Linked DNA regions of Hordeum vulgare: region 1 is linked to region 2. The links are chromatin contacts, called in public Hi-C maps. All regions are on one chromosome and are shown on one strand. The core of a region is the stretch at or near the end of the contact, and the rest is flanking DNA. Distances in the headings are between cores, read along the strand shown.

Region 1 (7,422 bases), core at 4,249-6,748, 240 kb after region 2:
CAACTCTGATTTGTTTACCCAAGCATAGTTGTTTATCGTCTTTTGGGAGACAGACATCACTAGTGAACATCATGTGACTGCGGTCCATATCACCATCATTGTTTACACCTCCATCATTTACCGCTTTCATTTACTTTTCCGTTGCAATCACTATTACTTTCTCGCTTGTGTTTTGATCCTTTGCAAACTACAAGGCCGGAGAGATTGACAACCTCTCTGTACTCGTTGGGAGCAAAGTTATTTGTTGTGTGTGCAGGTCCACGTCTTCTGCTGACCAGGATAGGAGACAGCTACTTGTTAAGCCTAGGAGTCCTCCTGGTTCGATAAACCTTACAGTCTCCATGTAAGGGAAATCAGCTGCTGACTACATCTCCACCTTCCAGTTGGGGTAACCAACGAGGGGCGAGAAGTATATACTCGTCATCAGCACCCTAGACGGTTGAGGTCACCTCGAAGCCATATTCCATTGTGGTGAAGCTTCGTGGTATTGTTGGGAGCCTCCAATTAAGTTGTGGAGATTGCTCCAACCTTGTTTTGAAGGTTCGATCGCCGCCTTCAAGTGCACCACTAGTAGAATCACGACATTTTGTATTGTGTGAGGGCACGAGAAGAATACGGTGGCCTTTGTGGCATCTTGGGGAGCTTTGTGCCTCCACACCGCTCCAAAGAAGACGTACTTTCTCTAAAAGGGAAGGAACTTCGGTAACAGATCATCGTCTTCATCGGTTCCACTTGTGGTTACTTCTTACCTTCACTTTGTTTTTATAACTTGCTTGCCATTGTTGTTGCTAGCATCCACCTAGTTGCATATCTATATAACCTATTTGTTGCTAAACCTAATTTGTTAAAGAAGTGTTAAAAATTGGCACTTGCCTATTCACACCCCCGGTCCTCTAGTCAACTATATCGTCCTTTCAGCGTACTTACTCGCAATAAGCAAGACATCGTTGCCGCCCTTCTTCAAATCTCGGTAAGTTCAATCCTAACAAATGGAAATTGAAGTTTTCTATTATGTCATAAACAAATCATCTGTCCATTCAGTTCATATTTTGAAAGGTCAATTCAACCACTTATTAGAGTTTGTGAAAAGCTATGAACAATTGCGCGACCAAATCTTTTCAAATTTCCAGTCCAATTAGTCACCAAGAAGTTGAAATATGATAGTTCTAGAGCATCCGCAACCCAACCCCCCATATCAGCCCCAAACGTCCGCGCGAGCTGCCTAGACGAAAATTTACCACCCAACCGGACATGGAAAATCGGGCCGAAATGCGTGGGCTCACAGGCAACTCCCATAACTAGCTCATATCTTCACCTGATATGGGGAAGCCCGGCCGCGCGTGGGTGGGCCTACAATGTTAGATCCGACACACTACCCGGTCGACTCCACATATATTCAACCATATCCGCAGTGTGCACGAAACCAAAGTCGCATTCCACTTCACTCCACTCTCCCTTCACTATACTCCATCCCAAGCAACCTGTGGGCGATCTCCGGCCATCTCCGACTTGAAGAGCAGCGAACCCAAATCCTCCACGTCCAGATCTTGAGACTGGGAGCTCATCACACGCAGCCCCGAGGAAGAGATGTTTGCCCGCATTGTGCTCCTTCGCTCCTGGGAGGAGTCTGCCCACCAATGGTTAGACTTCATTTGACGAAAATCTATTGTGTGTTAGGCACGTTGTCGCGGCCTCACTAGTGGCGGTTCGGCCCGTCTTTCGTCCAAAATGCCATGGCGGTTGCAGCACCGCTTCGTTGGTGCATTGTGTTTGTGGTGGAATGTCACTACATGAAGGATGCAAATATGATGCGACATGCGTGCTGAGCGGGGCTACGGTCGTGGGAGGCCGCGACAAACGTCAACGAGGCGGAGTCGCACTCTCCGACGCCCAACGGTTGACCATGGTCCTATGCCGCTGCAACCGCGTCGTCGTGGACTTGTCGACGATCTCACCTCCACTCGCGATGTGAAGGCTTCGGGCTTCGACGAGAAAGAATAGGACGTGGGAGACGTCGGCGCCTCGAGTCGCATGAGCCGGTGCGTGTCGTATGTCCTACTCTACGTTGTCGGCGGCCGCACTTGCACTTTGAGAATCGCAGCCGACCGATGGACATGAACACGGCATGTGCAAGAAGGGCGAAAATTTGAAGTAGGTCTACTTTGCATTATTGCATGGGGGGTGTGTTTTTGGCTCTCGGGTGCATTTGCACCCGGATGAACAGTAACCCAAAATATAATAGTAAATGTTTTGAAAAATTATAATTTTTTTTGTAGATGTTGGTGTTACTGTCTCAGACATGCTTGACAACTTTCATGCGAAATAGGAGTGGTGTTTCGCCGGTGGAAAAAAAACAATTTTGGATCTAAAATTTTGGGTAACAATTGATATTTAGTTTGTTTCTTTCACAAGCCAAAATGCTTAATTTTCATATCTAAAAATGTTTTGATAGCATTTGAATGTGACAAAGAACACATAATATTTTTCTTATGATTTTCTTGACATATCGAAAGTCATTTTTTATGGACAGGGGCACGTGCTTCCCGAAGCCGAATTGCATGTACCTATGAATTTGATGATTTGTACTCCCTCCATTCCTAAATATATATATATATATATATATATATATATATATATATATATATATATATATTTTAAAGATTATATCAAGGGACTACATATGAGTAAAATGAACGAACATATATTCTAATGTATGTCTATATACATCTATATTTAGTTTTTTATAATAAAAACTTTAAAAAATACTTATATTTAGAAACCGAGGGTGTTAAACGGGATATCCGGACGACTTTTTTTTTGTGTGCTCACCGGTCAGTATGTGCGGAAGTTTGGAGCCGCATTTGATGATTTTATACAACTTGTGGTTGTGGATGCTCCGTCGCTTGCCGGTGGAGACGTGCAGAAGGCGATGCACGGCTTGTGGTCAGGCCGGGCTGTAAATAAGGAACTGTGCACATTGAACGCGCAGCAGCACAGCACAGCACAGCACAGCACAGCAGGCGCCATCACTCCTCCAAGCATGGGTCAGGGGCCACGGCTGCGGTGCATCACATGCCCATTGAATTCATTCACACCCGCACAGCACAGGTGAGAGTATTAAACACCCAGCAACCAAACGACATTCCACCCATGACGCATCTACTAACCACCAACGGATCAACGCTAGGCAAGCTTGATTAACTCTGATCACGAAAGCATCAACCATTTTGTTTATCTTTTGCGGATGAAAAAGAAATATCGTTGATGAAGGACGTGTTTGCTTTGCCCAAAGCATGCAAAACCATAGTTTTTTGCATCAAAAAAAAAAAGGCATGCAAAAGCATCTACCCCACCGAAAGCAAACTGAGCACCGTCTTTTTTCCACCCTAAAAGCAAAGCGATTTTCCCATCTAAAAAGAAGAAAAAGCAAAGCAATTTGGCGGTCGATCGAGCAGCAACCGACGTACGCAGGATGGATCCCGATCCTCTCCTCGATTGCGCGTGGCGTGGTGTGGTGTGGTGTGGTGATTCAACAAGTGGTTAAGCAAACACGCGTGCACACGGTACGGTACAGTTTTTATTTATTGCTAATTAAAATCCTCACTAGGAGTACTACTAGTAGTACTCTGGAATCTGGATCCGAAAGCTGCACGAGCAGGCAAGCTTAATCTGTCACTAACTTTTCCACTACTACATGGCGTGGCGTGGCGTGGCGTGATTAATCAAGTCGGATGATACAGTAGTAGTAGTACGTAGGTACGCGAGCATGCATCTGCATGCCATTGCCACCAACCATCTTTACGAGGACGACGAGGAGCATGGCTGCTGCCGGAACCCGAGCCGGTTCTTCTCGAGGTCGTACTCCACCTGGTAGTTCTGCTGCTGGAAGCTGCCCAGGATGATGGCCGGCCCGCCCCCACCGGACACCCCGGCGCCGCCGCTCGCGCTCGACACGTCCGACACCACGGCCAGGCAGATCGCCTCGGGGGCCACGCCGGACGCCGGGCCAGCCGCCAGGAAGTAGTTCTCGATCGGGAGCCGCATCTCGGCGCCGCCGCTGAAATGGAGCGACAGCTCCGGGAGGTCCATTGTCCTGGCGCCCGCCGGGAGTGCGAAGCAGGGGCGCAGCCCGAGCGCCCCCTCCACGTCCTTGGATCGGTTGTACCTGCCCCCCACCGCGGCCACCATCGCGGCCGCCACCGGCTTGAACACCGTCGGGTCCAGGTAGGTGAAGGTCGTGCCTGAGTCGATGATGGCGCCGCCCCCGCCACCACCGGACACGGGTGCCAAGGCCCGCGCCGGGAGCGCCACGCTCTTCCCGCCCACCGCGATGCCGGTCAGCGACAGGTAGTAGTACACGGAGTAGGGCGGCCTGGCGCCCGCGTTCTTGAGCAGCGGCGCGTACTGCATCATCGCTTTCGCCTTGCCGGCGGAGGAGGCGCCGAGGACTAGCTCGCCGCTGATGGCGGCGTCGTCGTCGAAGCGGCGGGAGAGGAGGCAGTAGGAGAACTTGTTGACCCCGAGCTGCGCGGGCACGGACGGCGCCCCGCGGCCGAACCCCGCGAGCCCCGACGGCGGCTGGTGCACGGAGGCGAGGCTGCAGCCCACGGCGAAGTTGCGGCTGGCGGCGCCGCGTGGGGAGAGGCGCAGCGTGTCGGAGACGAGGAGCCCCGCGGTGGAGCCGGAGCCGTAGACGACGAGGTAGGGCGGGCAGACATTGGTGGCGGTGGCGGAGCAGTTGGCGGTGCTGGGCCTGCAGGGTGCGGAGTCGCGGGCGCAGTCGGAAAGGTGGGACTTGGAGTGGATCCAGAGGCAGGAGGGGCTGCTGCAGGAGACGAGGAGGGAGGAGGAGGAGCTCTTGGGATGGAAGACGGGGAAGGAGCCGGCGGCGGCGGAGCAGTTCTGGCACTGGTAGTTGGAGGTGCAGGGCACCCAGGTGAGGTGGCTGCCCGTGTCGAGCAGCACCGGCAGCGGCTGCGGCGGCGTGCCGAGGGAGAGGGAGAAGGCGTAGCCGCCGTAGGAGTGAGGGTACAGCGCGGCGCGCACGGGGGATGAGGCGGCCTGGCCCTGGTGGTGACCGCGGAGGCGGGAGGCGCGCGCGAGGGAGGCGCGCGCGAGGCGGGAGAGCGGGTGGTGCTGAGCGGCGGCGGGCGGGAGCGGGGGAAGGTGGCGGTAGAGCGGGATCCTGGCGGACGTTGCGAGGAGAGGGACGGCAAACAGGAGGAGGAGCAAGCACGGGAGCGGCGGCGCCATGGGCATCGGCATGGCGATGACTGAGTGCACGGGGCGGGGGTTTTAAGCTTGCTTTGCTTGGGTTTGAGAGGCGAGTATAGGTGCCTTGCTTGCTTGGGTTGGAATTGGAAGGAGAGACAATCAACCAGAATCAGAATCAGATTGATGGATGACTCCAAGGACTGGACTGGACTTGATGGGTCACGGGCGGGCGCGTGCCGGAAGGAAGCGGTGGCCATCGTCGTTGGTCGCGCTCGCGCCTAGGCATAGGCATAGGCATAGGCATAGGCGCGTGCCGGAAGGAAGCACCGCCACGCACGCACACATCCGATTTTGTTTTTCAAAAATAATACCTATTTTTTACTAAATTCGAAAAACATATGCGAAAATTGAAATAAATCAAAACTAGCAGGATCTGTCGGCTTGTGGGAGGCCCAAGAGGGCCCGTTGGTCCGCGGGTGACCGAAGAGCAAGCTGTCGGCCCGCGGCTGGTCGAAGAGGACCCATCGGACTTCAAGAGGCCGAAGAGCCCCCTGGATAAGGCCGACCGAGCCCTTCTTCCTCCTCAGTCGCTGGCTCCTCTGCTCTCTCTCGTTTTTCTTTCCTCATTTTGCCCCCCCTCCGATCTCCTCCATCCTCCACCCATTTTCCTATTCAATGTGCTGAATCAATAGATCATATCCATCTCCACCGCCTACCTATGGTATCATTTTGTGCGATCGGATAGTTTTTTGTTCGTTTAGAGGAGCCATGGTGGGATGGTGGAGGTGTGGATGGTGAGGTGAGGAGGTGGTGTGGTGCAGAGGAAGAAGAAGGGGCACACATGCCGAAGGTATACCGATTTTTTACTGTAGGTTCTTTTTAGTGTTGGTTTATTTAGTTTGTGTAGGTCTATTTTTGTATAAATTTGTTCGTTGCGAATAATGACACAGTCACAATGTCTGACACGTGAAAATGTCTGAATCCGTAAATTTGACTGTTTATTACGGCCCTGGTAATGTTTCGATATAATGAGTTGGGGATTGATCTTAGCGAGTTTTAAAAAGGCGTCCTGACACTTTCAGACCCGGGCAGACTGGACATTAGGCAGTTGAAGCACTGGTGGACTACTAGTTTTGGGCTGGATCCTGAAGTGTGTTCCGTCAGTATTCATTCATTGTGGACCAAATTCTGTAAAAATGTCAAGTGGGAGTTGATGCCGATAGATAGGAGCCAACATTGATTGTCCCTGTTAATTCATTCCAGAGACCGAAGAATCCAGCCATATGCCCTAGTGCAACCAGTGGCGAAAGAGGAGAATTTCGTACAAGTCAACGTGGGGTATGAACCAGGCCATGGTAGTCAAGAGGCAGAGACTGGTCATGAGACTGGGCAGAGTATTCAGTCGATACAATTAGCTGGCTCTGCTGTTCCTGATGGGGATGAGCAGGCGATGAAATGCAGAGGGTGATGGAGGAAGAGAACGATGATGGGTTTGCGGAGGATCTGGATTCTGAAAATTTCGAGGATGAAGTGGAGGTACCGATTCCGTCTGCATGGGATCAGGAAATAGCCGTCGGCATTACTGTCAACGATGGCCATGAGACTCCATGGCAATATATTCTGAACCAAGTCTAGATCGGGATATGTTCGACACAAAGAAAAAATTGAAGTATGCGGTGATAAAGTGGGCTATGTCTACGCAGAGGGTTTTCCGGACACACATATCGACTCCAACAAAATATACCGTGAATTGTGTTGAAACAGGTTGTCATGCGAAGGTGCACGAGCACGTGTCGAAGTACAACATCCACTGGGTTGTCACTAATGTGGTCCCACATAATTGTGTGAGGAAAAACCTGTTGATTCGTCATCCAAACCGGACTTCAACTCTCATAGCGCAACTCATGTATACTGAGATAGTTGAGAAGAAAGATATGGAAGCAAAACATATCCAGAAAGCAGTGAAGGTTAGATGGAATTATGACATTTCATATGGGAAGGCTTGGAGGGATAAGGAGAAGGCTATGGAGGAAAGGTTTGGGACGTTCTTCGACTCATATGATAATGTTGTCCCTCTCCTTGACATATTGAAGGAGAGGAATCCCGACACTTATGTTAACATACAACACACGAGGTTGGAGATTATACCAGATTACACGGTGTTGAAACGAGTATTCTTCTCTTTCGGTTTTTGCATCGAAGCTTTCC
Region 2 (6,873 bases), core at 923-3,422:
CATGAAGACTCGACCAAGGGATCCTCCTCGAGGATACTAAAGCCTCTTGACCCATATGATGATAGTGCCATAGCCCATGGATTATCTTCCAGCGCACCCGCCAGATTGCCCATAGGGTATCAACTATTTTCGTGAAACCAACATGCACTAGATTCTCCATCACTCGAAATAACCAAAGCTTCAGATCGTTCATCTCATCTACCACCATATGATCCAATATCTCCTCATCAAAAAAAGCTTACCACAACATGACATAGTGCAATTCAACAACAAATGACATCGTGAATTACCGACCGCCTAATACACAAAGATTATTCATCTCATCTACCGACTGCCTAACACATAAAGATTATTAAGCCACCCCTGCTAGTGACGAACATTTGCTACTGGGGATGATGATCTTGTGAGTCTTTAAAGCTTGACATTTTTTGAGAATAGCCTGTAACTTTACTCTCAAGCTCGACAAAAGTTACACATACAATGCTTCGGCTCATTGATCCGAGAACTTACAAAGTAATTCCTATAATTAAGGACTACAATGAAATTTATCAGATGCGTCTTCCATGTGTATCATTTTTTGCTGCACAAAATACTATCAGGGCTTCTGTAAAGATAATGCAGTCAAATCAAAGCAGCGACACTGCCACTCGTACACATGTGCGAGAATTGACTACCTTCATAGGTTTCAAAACTGCCCATTGAAAAGGTTGGAAGCCATGATCGTTGAATGTATTTCGGACGTGGATGGTCCACTAGAGGTACAGGTTGTCGACCCATAATATCTTTAAAAGAACGTCAAAGAAGGACTTGAAAGTCTCAAAAATTACACCAAGAGAAGCACCAGAAAACATAAAATCCGCATGGTCAAATCCACATGGTCAAATAAACCAAGCCCGCACAGACACAAACTATCCGGCTTCATGGCGCCTTTCGATAACACTGCACCACAACGGGAGAAAATTCATATTAGCTTTATTCTTTACGGCATTGCACCCTCCACCAGGACATTGTCGACGAAGGCCATAGAAATCGCCGTTTTTTTGAATAAACTCAGAAAGATCCAATACCCCCCTTGCCACGCAACACGATGGCCGAAGGCGAAGGGGACACACAAAGTCCGTGGTGGTTGCCTCCTAAAACCCTAGCTTCTCATGTGACTAGGTCTCTTTTAAAGCTTGGCATTTATGAGCTTAGTTCGTGTTGAGCCATACTTCTTACTTGGGTTGTTGGCTACTACATGTGCTATGTCTTGCCAACCCTGAGAGGATATAGCGCTCGATACTAGTAGTGGTATCATTCATCTGTTTTTGAGTTGTTTTAAGATACTTCCTGTCTAGTGGGGCCAATGTTTGAACCCTTCGTCCTGTTTTGGAAGGGTTCTATTTCAAGTATTTTTTTTCCTTTTAATTTACAGTTCTATCGGTTTTCTTTAGAGTTTTCGTTTGCTTTCTTCTATTTTAAATATTTATTTTACTTTATAAGTACATGATCTTTTTAAAATTCTTTTACATGTTACGAAGATTTCACAATCATTGTGTGAATATATTTTTACATGTTTATGAAAATTCCTAAAATGTTATAAAAAACATTTTGAATGGCACAATTTTCTTAATGTTGCCTGAAAAACAAATCATTAATTATAGAAATGCTATGAACTTTGTGAAAAAATCATAAACATATTTTTAGATGTTATGAGCATTTGTTTGGAGTGGTATATTATTTTTCAGAAATACACGATGAAGATCATGAAAAATGATAAAAAATAAAATAAATAATAAACATTTTGAATAGATGGCGGATCCTTGTAAGCATGACAAGATTTTTTCATATACACAATGAACATTTTCTAACAAACATTGGATTATTTCTTAACGTGGGGTCAACAAATTGAATGTGTGTCAAAAGAATAATAAAAGTAAGTAAAATAGCATATTTTCCAATAATATTTGTCTCTATGTTTCATAAAAGAGAGGAAAAATGGAAACACAAGGTGTGAAAAGAATGAAGGAAAAAAATTCTTCTTCTTATTATTTTTTTATTATTGATTACGGAAACCAAACATGCATATATCCACTAGCTTTTTTTTTTGAGGGGTGCATATATCCACTAGCTAAATGCAGCCTGGCTCAACTAGAAGACCACTGCAGCCGATGCCTTTCTACCATGAGCCTGGCCCATGCCCCTGACCTTCACATTAGCATTTACATTGTGCTTTCTGGCCTATTCTGCAAAAACCCTATTCGCGGCTCTCTGCGACAAATTATCGAGCGACACCAGCGACTAAATGGCAAGGGGCCGTTGCACGTTTCACTGATCCCGGTTTCGGCAGCTTTCTAGAAGGTTCCCAACCGTTTCAGGTCTGGTTTTCCTTTTTATTTTTTCCTGCTGTTTCTTTTATTGTTTTCTTCGATTTTTCGTTCCCTTTATTATTATTATTTTCTGTTATTTGGTTATATGTTTCATCTCTGGATACCTTTTTTTCGTTACCAATTTTGAGAATGTTTTTTACATGGTCAGAATTTCAAATTGTTTAGGAATTTCTAATTTTGTTAACGTTTTGAAAAAATAATTAAATTTTCATATTTTGTTCCCTTCTATTCAAAAAATGTTCGGATATTTGAAATTAAGTTCGTGTTCTGAAAACAAATGTTAATTTTTCATATTTTGTCACCTTCTATTCATGAATGTTTGAGAATTTCAATTTTTTCACATTCTAAGAATTGTTCAAATTTTGTTCTCTTGTATTCAAAAAATGTTCAGATTTTTCAAATTTTGTTCGTGTGTTGGATTTTATAAATTTTGTTCCCTTATATTAAAATTGTTTTCGGAATTGAAAATCTTGCTCATGTTTCGAAAAATGTTAAATTATTCTTAACTTCTATTAAAAATATGCTTGAAGATTTCAATTTTTTTGTGTGTTTTGTAAACTTGTTCAAAATTTCAATTTTTGTTCCTTTATATTCCAAAAATATTTGGGAGTTTCAAATTTTGTTTGTGTTTATAAAAGGTGTTACTAATTTTAGAAAAAATGTTTTTCAAAAAATGTTTGGGATTTCAAATTTTTTCACGCTTTTAGAAAAGTTCCCAATTTTGAAAATTAATCATTTTTCCAGAAAAATCAGGTATTCCAACTTTTATTCGGTTTCTGAAAATGTTCAGAATTTTGAAAATTATTCACTTTTTCCAAAAAATGTTCAGGATTTTCAAGTTATATTCTCCTTTAAAGAAAATTTACAGAATTTAAAAAATTGTTCACTCTTTTAAAATATGTTCAAATACTCAAAAGTTGTTTAGTTCGTATAATTGTTCACTAGTTTCAAGAACATTTGACATTTTAAAATTTGCTCACTTTTTACAGAAAATGTTCAAAACATTTCAAAAAGTTGTTGAATTTTTTTTAAAAACAAGTTTATAAATTTGTTATCGTTTCTCAAAAATGTTCTCCAATTTAAAATATGTTCGTGGTTCCAATTTTTTGTTCAAAATTTGATCAAAAGTTCTATTTTCCAGCTTTTGTTCAGAAATTCAAAAACTGATCATACTTACAATTTTTTATTCCGAACTTCTTGAAATGTTCCACTTTTTGAAATAAATTTTCAGAAATTCAAAAAATGGTCACGCTTTCAAAATTTCATTATTTGTTCACATATTCTTGTTGGTGAAAAATTGTTCAGAAACTCAAAAAATACTTGCACATTTTCAAATATACTCTTTCGAAAAAGAGTAGACTTTTTGAAATAAACTATCACCATAGTAACTAATTCTAGTTCGCCACAATATTTAATTCAAATTTGCTATAGTCGAGCAGCCCGGGTTTACACTACGTTAATAATTTAGGTCGCGCGGTGCAATACTAACAAAAAAATTGTCTCGTGGAGTGGCTATGAGCTCGCAATTGGAAGCAGGAGGTCTAATTTTCGAATCCTCACATCGTGCTGCCCTCGAATTTTGCTATATTTTTTCGTCTCGTGGTACAGGTTGATCGGTTGGCCTAGTCGTGTTGTCTCCTATGTGTGGCGCCGCTAATTTGACGGAAAGAGCGTAAAATAGGAGGTCCCCCTATTATGTGTTCACAACCGTGGTGGCTGCTTGAAGGTTGTCTATAGAAGAAAGCTCTCTTGAAGGTGGAGTCCATCAACAACAACAAAAAACTACGAAACAACCATCAAATAGACACATGATAAAAAGGCTAGATGTTTTTTTCTCGGACACGATACACACGTGGTTTTTAGGACATAATCACTCGGGACCCGCCCCCTCCATTGGGGCATGCGGGAGATGGGGCGCAGCCGGCACCGGATGCTGTCGGTGCAGTCGCTGCCTCTACGCCGCTTTCGGGTGAGGCCTTGGATGCAGTTTGGGCTCTCGCCGGGGTCTCTCTGGCTGATGCCAAGGCGGCTGCTGTGCGGAATGCAGGCTTTGATAAAGCTAGTAAAGATCTGATGGGGAGAGAGCCACGAAGTGGGCTAGGAAGAAAGAAAAGATGACGTGATACCGGTGCGGAGGGCATTTTGTGGTTGAGTGCTCGGCAGAGCTATGTGACATTTGCCATAAGCCGAAGCATGAGAAGGGAGAGTGCCCTTTGCTCCTAAGGCCGAAGCCGGTGGTCACGATCTATGGGGCTTGTTGTCTAGAGCTTATGTTCTTTGAATCTCCTCGCTCGACTTCGACCACGCCGTCTCTGGAGAGTGCGCGGACGGGGGTTGTTAGGGTGACTCGTGGATCGATGACTTCGGATCAGGTTGTTAGGATGACTCGTGGATCCAGTCAGGCTTGACGAGCATCTATTGAGAGCGGATTTTCCTACTAAGGAAGATCTTGCGAGGTTGCTGAAATTTGGGATGAGCAAGGTGCCAAACAACACTTGTGTTCTTGAGTTTGAGCCCGAGGGAACTCCTTTTTCTCAGCTGTGGGTAAGGTTTCTAGGTGCTCCGCGTACAGCGATAGATGATTTTTTGGTGACTTGGAGTCTTGGTTCTCTGATTGGTAAAACAGAGAAGGTGGATATGCCTTTCACTCATGCACAGGGGGTAGCTCGCCTGGTGGTTAGTGTGACTAGCATTGAGCATATTCCACACACTGTGAGATGGGCTTATGATGGCAGGAGTTTTGACTTGGATATTGAGATAGAGGAAAGTACTCTCTTCTAGGAGTTGGTTGAACATATCGATATGGATACGGAGGATGGTAACAACGGAGATGGGAAACGGGATGGTGGGTAAAAAATGGGGATGATACTGACAGCGGTAAAAAGTGGTGGCAGCGCGTGCTCCACCGAATCATCCATCTCCATCGTGACACCACACAGTCACCCGCGCGCGGAGCCAGACGCGAAAGACCCAAATCTCAACTGATTCGAAGGGGTGGAAGTATGTGCCTGCTCCTTCGTAGAGCCAGTCACTCCGGGGGCTTTTGCGATGCCAGAGTCACCCACTCGGCCCTTGTTGGAGGAGACATCGCCGAGGACGATCCTGAGATCCGGGGACCGGAGTCAGGAACATTCGGCGGCTTCACATGAGACGGCGGCATCTAGGCAGCATGGTGCTGTTGCAGTTACTTCTTCCCCCAATGGGTACTTTGGGACTTCGAAAGTGGTTGGGAAGCTGGCAGGTGGCCATACCGCAATGGCTTCGACGACACCTTTCTCTGCTCGGGGCGTCGCTAGTGACCCTAGCCAGATAGGGGCATGGCTGCTGGGAGCGACCGAGGTGGGCATGACTGCTTTGTCGGTCACACGATAGATGATCGTGCGTCTCCTGGCATTATGCATTCGAGCCCCATCGGATAGGAGTCACAAGGTCACCGTCTGCATGTGCATACCACCAAGGAGATTATCACCTTCGGAGGGTTCCCTGACCGGGCGACAAGAGAGAGGCGGACGAGTAGCCGTCTCCAGGCTCAGCCGGATGTCGATGATCTTCACATGGGTTGTGCCATGCGGACGGCTAAGCTTCGTGACATTGAGGCAACTACAGGTATGTCGGTTAATAGTATGTCGGTTAATACGAATTGTTCTATCTTGCATTTCTCTGATGATGATGTTATTTTAAATGCAAACCGACTAGGGGTGTCGCTGGGTAACAATGGGAAGGAATTTTCGAAATGTGTGAATGATATTTTAGACTTAGAGGCTGAGAGAGCTATGGAGATGCTTAGGAATATTGCTTCAGTCAAACCTATGAATGGTTCTGATATTAATGCTCTAGGGATGGTGGCATTAGAGGGTCTATGTGAGGACCTCGTGCCAACGTCACCGATATGTGAAGAAGGTAACGATATCGGTTCAGAGGGTTATATGGACTCTCCGCAACCTAATGTTTGCGCAGAGTCTGGGACTGGTTATATGGGCCGGTTGGCTGAACAGGATAAGCCAAAACACACCTCGAAGGGAAAGGTTTATCCTGAATCTACGGTTCGTAGAAACGCAAGACTTAAGACTGCAAAAAAAAATTGATGACACATGAAAGGAATATTTTTAAACAGCATAGGTCTAGCAGACTTGGCTAAAGAAGATTTTTAGCGAAAGCGACAATTGATCCCAAACTAGACTTTATTGTCCTAATGGAAATCGGTAGAGATAACTTTACGTCACAATTTCTTAGTACTCTCTCCGGTGGTGTTGAGTTTGATTGGCATTGTCTAACGCGAAGAGGAAGGTCCGGTGGAATCTTACTTGGGGTAAGGTGCGAGTCACTTGAAGTCGAGAACGTAGTGTACAGGAACTTCGGTGTGAAATTTAGACTGTGCTCGAAGGAGGACGGCTTCCAATGGGCACTTGTGGCAGTATATGGTGCCGCCCAGCCAGAGTTGAAGATAAGCTTCCTAGCTGACCTTGTCTGGATTTGTGGGATGGGCGGCTACCGATTTTAGTTG

Evidence for each region. A called contact is a pair of places that touch in the nucleus more often than the background predicts.
Region 1: a Hi-C map of leaf shows a contact between it and region 2, with 3 times the contacts expected there. The contact joins the promoter of LOC123428474 here to the enhancer-like site in region 2. A contact is called at or near these places in 2 of 6 Hi-C or Micro-C datasets (leaf and seedling).

What each region holds. Positions count from the first base shown.
Region 1 is chr2H:655,024,393-655,031,814 of MorexV3_pseudomolecules_assembly, forward strand. It overlaps LOC123428474 (probable aspartyl protease At4g16563), which reads right to left and starts at 5,499. Exons shown (of 1, transcript XM_045112685.1): 1 at 3,541-5,499. The coding sequence starts at 5,265. The coding sequence ends at 3,799.
Region 2 is chr2H:654,788,844-654,795,716 of MorexV3_pseudomolecules_assembly, forward strand. No RefSeq gene overlaps it. Among protein-coding and RNA genes, the nearest start is that of LOC123428470, 15 kb to the left of the region's middle. Within about 2 kb of position 2,173, at least 2 of the 3 cell types and tissues checked have open chromatin away from gene starts, as enhancers often do. A contact at or near this core is called in leaf, where this site is marked.